Linked DNA regions of Gossypium arboreum: region 1 is linked to region 2. The links are chromatin contacts, called in public Hi-C maps. All regions are on one chromosome and are shown on one strand. The core of a region is the stretch at or near the end of the contact, and the rest is flanking DNA. Distances in the headings are between cores, read along the strand shown. Region 1 holds the start of LOC108477019. Region 2 holds the start of LOC108477801 (cytochrome P450 703A2).

Region 1 (3,509 bases), core at 3-2,502, 190 kb before region 2:
AGACTATTCTTTTAAAAAATTGCACCATAATGAAAAAATATCATAATAACAAAGTGTTCGATTTCTGGTTTTATGGTTTAATCCATTTACCTATTTAGTAGGTTGAAATTGATGATAAAGTAAGTTCCTTTCATCAAATAATGACATGGATCAGACGTTCAGGTATTCAGAGCTACGTGCATATTCAATCAATCAAAAACTTAAATTTGTTTTTTTTAAATAAAAAATATGTTTATAAAATATTAATATAAATTACAAATAATATTTTGGTTAGAATGTTAAATTCCAAATATAGAAAATTATAATGGTATATTTTTGATATAAAATATATAAAATGACAAAATTACTTTCAAAACAATATAATTTACGTGTTAACTGGACACGTAACACCAATCCATTTAAGTGTTTAATTTGTAATATAGATTGTAAAAGCAAAGTAACAAATTAGGCTAATTAAAGTAGGGGACTAAACCCAAATTTCAGCATAACAGAGGGACTAAAATCATAATTAAACCTATGTACAAAGGAAACAAAGAGAAAAACTTACCCAGAAATGAGATTTGGAACGAGAAAGAGTGTTAAAGCTGCTACCATATTCATCTCCAAAAGATGGGAACACATCCTTTCTTCGAGAACCAAGAAACCCTTTATCTCTCTTCACTCTCTTGCTACTAACCACCATGGCACCACCACCACCACCACCGTGCACCACCATATTCTCAGGACTAAAACTACCACTACGAAACGACCCATAACACTCATTTCCTATCCTAAAAGAAGAAGACTGAAACCTAGCCTTGCCCATATAAGGACCATCCAACACCGTGGTCGGCGAATAAAGCTTGCCGCCGGCGATGTTCTTAGCAGCATCCAGTATCAGCAACCTAGGAGGCAGTTCCAAGCACTTTCGACCCAAGTCATAAGTAGTGGTGAGTGTTGTTGTGCAACATGGTTTGGGTTTCCCTGGTTCTTCTTCCCATCGGAACGGAACCGAGGCTAAAGCATGGTGTGGTGGGGTTAAAACCCATTGTTTTTCCGGTGATTGCATGTGTGCATGTGGGGATGAAAATAATGGTAGCTTTGATGTGGAACTCCATTCTTTCTCTGCTTTGGATCCCATGGTTTCTTTGTATAAATAAAAATGGTGACTAAAAATGATTTGTTTATATAAGCAAAAAGGAGTGGCGACGAGTTTTTAACGTATGAAAAGGGGAGACGAAGGAAAGTCATGACATAGCAAAAGGGTTATAAGTCCACGGACGTTTTTATATATTATCAAAAGTCTATAAAGATAACTTCTTTGTAAAATTAATTTCCAACCCTAACCATTGCTATACTCTCATATTGCATTTTCCCCCCAATCTTTGGTTATTTTATCAGTAATGTTAGTTTTAATGGTACATATAGATAAAATTTTAACAGAAAAAATTAATATGTTATTTGATTTAATGTATAGAAACTAATTTATCTTTTTTAAGTAAAAGAAAAATAATACAATTTGAATCCTAACACAAGTCTCTATAATACTTTAATGTAATCAATGTATACTTAATGGCATAATTTTGCTAAAATTTTGTCAATTTTTCTTAAATTTATTAATTTTTAAATATTTTTAAGAAGTATACATGAATTGCTATATGAGTGGTTATGTTAGTGCTATTAAAAGAAAACAAATTGACTAAATTTTAAATGTTGAGACCCAAAGTGATCCCAAAAAAATTAGGACTAAAGCGATAAAAAAAGTAAATTAATATTAAAAAAATAAATGAATGATTATTCCACAATGCTTTTGAAACACAGTCTTTAACCCAAATGCTAAACTTTATTACTTATGAACATAAGATTCATCAATTTATCTGTATAAACCATATTCATTAATTCTAAATGTACAAACTTAACGAAAAATTAATTATCATTCATTAATGCACAATGTTCAATTAATCCTCATAAATTTATGACCTTTTTGTTGGTTAAGAAAACATACATGTGCAAAAAAATCATAGATTCAATGCATCTTTTTTCAAAAAAAACATGCCATTAAACACTTTTTATGTACCTTCAACAACAAGTTTGGCGGATCAGTGTCAAGCCTGAGTTGGAAAGTTTAATGGCGTTTTCATACAGATTGTTGTTCCGTATCTGTCACATGCTAAGAAATTGAATTATTTACATTTTTCATTAATGGAAATGTCTCATATGGAGACCATAATTTGACAGTCTTAATTGCTTCTCTGGGAAGTTTGATTTTGAAGGTGAAATTGAATTATAAAATTTTAAAAATTGGAGTGTAATTTTATTGTGTATTTATTTATAATTTTATGAATTTTAATAGATTAACTTATTTTTTTTATTTTGAGGATAAAGCATAATTTTGCTATATATTACTTTATAATTAAATCATTTTTGAAAGGATTAAATAATAAATTTTCTACTTTGGGGCCAAGGTTGTTTCTTATTGCAACTAATGTTGATATATACTTTATTTATTTTTGTTGCATCTATAATCACAAAGTATAATTTTATCATGTATTAATTTATAATTTTATTATTTTAATGGAATTAAATAGTTTTTTTTCATTTTAAGGGTAAATTTTAATTTTTCATTTATTAACTTACAATTTCATCATCTATGAAAGAATTAAACAACAATTTTTTCATTTTTGAGTCAAAGCCCTTACTGTCCCTCCTGATGTTGCCTCTTATTACAGCCAAATATATATATATATATATATATATATATATATATATATTTTGAGACCAACTAGTATCGATAATCTTATTAAGTTCAAATTAAATCCAAAGTTAAGTCAGGTCAAACTCTTAAATGAGAAGTAAAATTCTCTCAACATTGTTTTCTGAATCCAAGACTCGAAAAACATATGGGACATCAAATTCTTTGACACTTAACTTACTAAAATTGGCGATATATATATATAACAAGAGTTAAGTGTAATAGTAAGTTATATTACACTAAATTTAAGTTCAAATATTAAAATAATATTATTGAAAAGACAATTATAAACTCAAATTGTAAAATAAATACAAAAGATATTTCGATTATATTAATATAATATAATTTTTAACCGTGGGGATTTTGTCTATGGGTAGTAATTGCAAATAGTTAGGCTTAGTTTACAGGTTTGGTAGCAAAAGGAAGACAGAAGGTGACTAAAAGCAGAGGATGAGAAGACTCTATATCCATCGTAAATAATTCAAAGTCAAAAAGGTAGAAAAAAAGGTGGAAGGATTAATTTAATAATATGATTTTTCTATATAAAGACAAAGCTTATTAAAGAGAGTGGTTGAATTATGTGGAAAAAAAAAGTAACAACAAATTTCATCATCTTCAATATTAAATAAAAATTAAAAATAAATTCTCTTTTTGACTTCAAGTTTTTTTTTTAATTATAAAAAATGATAAAACTTTAACAATAATACAATTAACGTGAAACAAATTTAAGTTACATTTGAAGCCGTCAACACTCTAAAATTAACATGCAAGGTTGACT
Region 2 (3,495 bases), core at 23-2,522:
GAAGTATTTGTATCGTACGACAGTTTAGCTTTTCTAAATGGGATTGTTTTGGGTGCAAATAATTTGTTTATTCTAGTAACTAAATCAATAAAGAAAATGAATTTTAGAGTTTAGTATTCACAATCTGAAAACAGCTTCCAAAGTTAATAAAAATTAATAAATTAATTTTTAATTTAATCGATTCAATCACAAAAATTCAATTTATTAAATTTTTATTTAATTAGTTGAACCAATTTATTTGATTTTGATTTACAATATATGGAATGGATATAAATAATAACTTTCAAAAATATTATCAGAATTATTTTTAACTTTCATGTAATTTATTTAACCAAATGTTAAACATTAGTTCAGAAAAAAAAGTTTTGCAATTATTTCAATAAAGTTAACTACTAATATTATCATTTGGACCTACTAATAACATTATAAATTAGAACACCATTAAGGTAATAATTTTTTTTCGCTCAGTCGATAGGAATTTATTAATAAGAGAAAGACGTTGATAAATGCCAACCTCTCCCATAAATATATTACAAAAACTACAGAATAACCATTCAAAGTAGAGCACTCTTGGCGTGAAACATCCAACTCTTACACAAACAAACAAATTGTTGAAAAATAGAACTCAAATCATCACCCCTCAAAACAGTAAATACATAAGAGTAAGAGTGAAATAAGATAGAAAAACACAGGACTCCTCACCTGTTAGTAGTAATAGCATCAGCCATTCCATTACTGAGAACAAATGCGAATGTTATCATATGGTGCTAATGTTATGTAATGTTATTCAGTTTTGTCTTGATGTTGTCATGTTTTCGGCTGCTTAGTGTTTCTTGGCCTGTTAATGCGGCAACAATGTGTATGTACTGGTATTCATCACTATTAATACATTTTTTTCTATTTTTCAAAAAAAATATCGATGAAAATATCTTTAGCACCATCCAGCATCTTGCTCTTAAATTCTTCACACTAATATATGAACTTTTTTTTAAACCAGAATTTCGTATCAACAAATTATAAAATTAAATGGTAAATTGTAAATAAAAATTGAAAATCAAATGCATTATTAACTACATGCAAATACCATTTTCTTTGTGGTAAGAGAACACAACGGATCATAACATATATCACCCTTCACCAACCTAGCAGGGCCTTGCTATCACAAGCTTCGGCATGTCAAGAATGTGGAACTCAACATTAAACTATATTTTTTTTGGTGCATATCTTTTGTTATTTATATGATACCATAGAAACCCATATTTTTTCCCTTGATAACATGGAATTATTCACCTTTGCTTTGGCCCTTCTGGTCGGAGCTCTTGTTGTAAACGCCTTATGGCGATGGCGGTTCGACCGGAAATCGTTGTTTAAGACTAGAAAACTTCCTCCAGGTCCACCAAGGTGGCCTATAGTTGGCAATCTTCTTCAATTAAGCTCACTCCCACATAGGGACTTAGCTTCCTTATGTGACAAATACGGTCCACTAGTTTACCTCCGGCTCGGTAAGGTAGATGCCATCACCACGAATGACCCAGATATCATACGTGAAATACTTCTTCGCCAAGACGAAGTCTTTGCTTCTAGGCCACGAACCCTAGCTGCCGTCCACCTTGCCTATGGGTGTGGCGATGTTGCCTTGGCTCCCTTAGGCCCGCATTGGAAACGTATGAGAAGAATATGTATGGAGCATTTACTAACAACAAAAAGGCTTGAATCATTCGCAAAACACCGAGCCGACGAAGCTCAACATTTGGTGCGAGATGTAACGGCCCGAGCCCAGAACGGGCAGCTCGTAAACCTAAGGGAAGTATTGGGTGCGTTTTCAATGAACAACGTGACTAGGATGTTACTAGGGAGGCAATATTTCGGGGCCGTATCTGCCGGCCCAAGTGAAGCCATGGAGTTCATGCACATAACACATGAATTGTTTTGGCTCTTAGGTGTGATCTATTTGGGGGATTATTTGCCCATTTGGAGGTGGGTGGATCCTTATGGATGTGAGAAAAGGATGAGGGAAGTAGAGAAAAGAGTGGATGATTTCCATAAAAGGATCATTGAAGAACATAGGAGGGCAAGGGAATTGAAAAACAAAGAATATGGAAAGGATGGTGATTATGGTGAAGAAATGGATTTTGTTGATGTTTTATTGTCATTACCTGGTGAAGATGGAAAGCCTCATATGGATGATACTGATATCAAAGCTCTAATTCAGGTTCCATCATCCTCTTTCATTTATTCTTTTACAATTCTATATTCCAAATTAAAAGAATTAGAATTTAGGGTTAATTGCATCATACATCCTTAAACTATAATTCAAGTACTAAATTAATCTTTTTAACTTCAAAACGTTTGAATTGAATTATGAAAGTGTCAATATTGTATCCAAATTAAATGATAACTCAAATCTAAAACTATATTTAAAATATGTAAATCAAATTGAAATACAAATACATATTCCAAGCAACTATTTTCAATATCAATTTAAACCTACTAATAATAGTATAAAAATATAAGATCAAATTACATAAAATAAAAGTTTAGAATTAAATCATAAATTTCATCATATTGAGGAACTAAACTACATTAGACCTTTTATTTTAGCTCTAATTTTACAATTTTGTTTCTTTTAGGATATGATAGCTGCGGCAACAGATACATCGGCTGTGACCAACGAATGGGCAATGGCGGAAGTAATAAAGCATCCACATGTCCTCTGCAAAATCCAAGATGAGCTTGATTCAGTCGTGGGTCCTAACCGAATGGTCAACGAATCCGATCTACCTCACCTTAACTACCTACGCTGCGTAGTACGTGAAACATTCCGCATGCACCCTGCCGGACCGTTTTTAATCCCACACGAGTCCCTTCAGGCAACCACCATCAACGACTTTTACATCCCGGCTAAGACACGTGTCTTTATCAACACCCATGGGTTGGGCCGAAACACTAAATTATGGGATGACGTTGAATCGTTCAGGCCCGAGAGGCATTGGCTGGCTGATGGCGCTCGAGTCGAGATCAGCCACGGAGCCGATTTTAAAATCCTGCCTTTCAGTGCCGGGAAAAGGAAATGCCCCGGCGCACCACTTGGAGTGACGCTGGTGCTCATGGCTTTGGCTCGGCTCTTTCATTGCTTTGATTGGGCTCCCCCGAATGGTATGAGGCCCGAAGATATAAATACAATAGAAGTTTATGGGATGACTATGCCCAAAGCCGAGCCGTTAATGGCTATGGCTAAGCCGCGCTTGGTGGACCATGTAATGTTTTAGAAAAAATTTAAATAAATTTGGTAATATTCAAAGAATAATAAAATTTAGTTGTTATTATATGTTAATTATATAAGTTTTACTTAATTAATTGATCAAATTACAACTTGTACATAATTATTAATAATTAACATAATCAATAATTGTTTTTAATATTTATATAGTCTTTATTGGGTTAATTATTTTGGATGTCACTAAATTATAGGATTATTTCTAAATTGGTTTCTAA

What was found. Hi-C and Micro-C count contacts between places; a contact is called where the count stands out from the background.
Region 1: a contact with region 2 is called in a Hi-C map of leaf, with 3 times the contacts expected there. The contact joins the promoter of LOC108477019 here to the promoter of LOC108477801 in region 2. A contact is called at or near these places in 2 of 5 Hi-C or Micro-C datasets (both in leaf).

What each region holds. Positions count from the first base shown.
Region 1 is chr12:91,343,937-91,347,445 of ASM2569848v2, reverse strand. It overlaps LOC108477019, which reads right to left and starts at 1,252. Exons shown (of 2, transcript XM_017779429.2): 1 at 548-1,252. The coding sequence starts at 1,120.
Region 2 is chr12:91,153,430-91,156,924 of ASM2569848v2, reverse strand. It overlaps LOC108477801 (cytochrome P450 703A2), which reads left to right and starts at 1,272. Exons shown (of 2, transcript XM_017780293.2): 1 at 1,272-2,212; 2 at 2,631-3,416. The coding sequence starts at 1,277. The coding sequence ends at 3,269.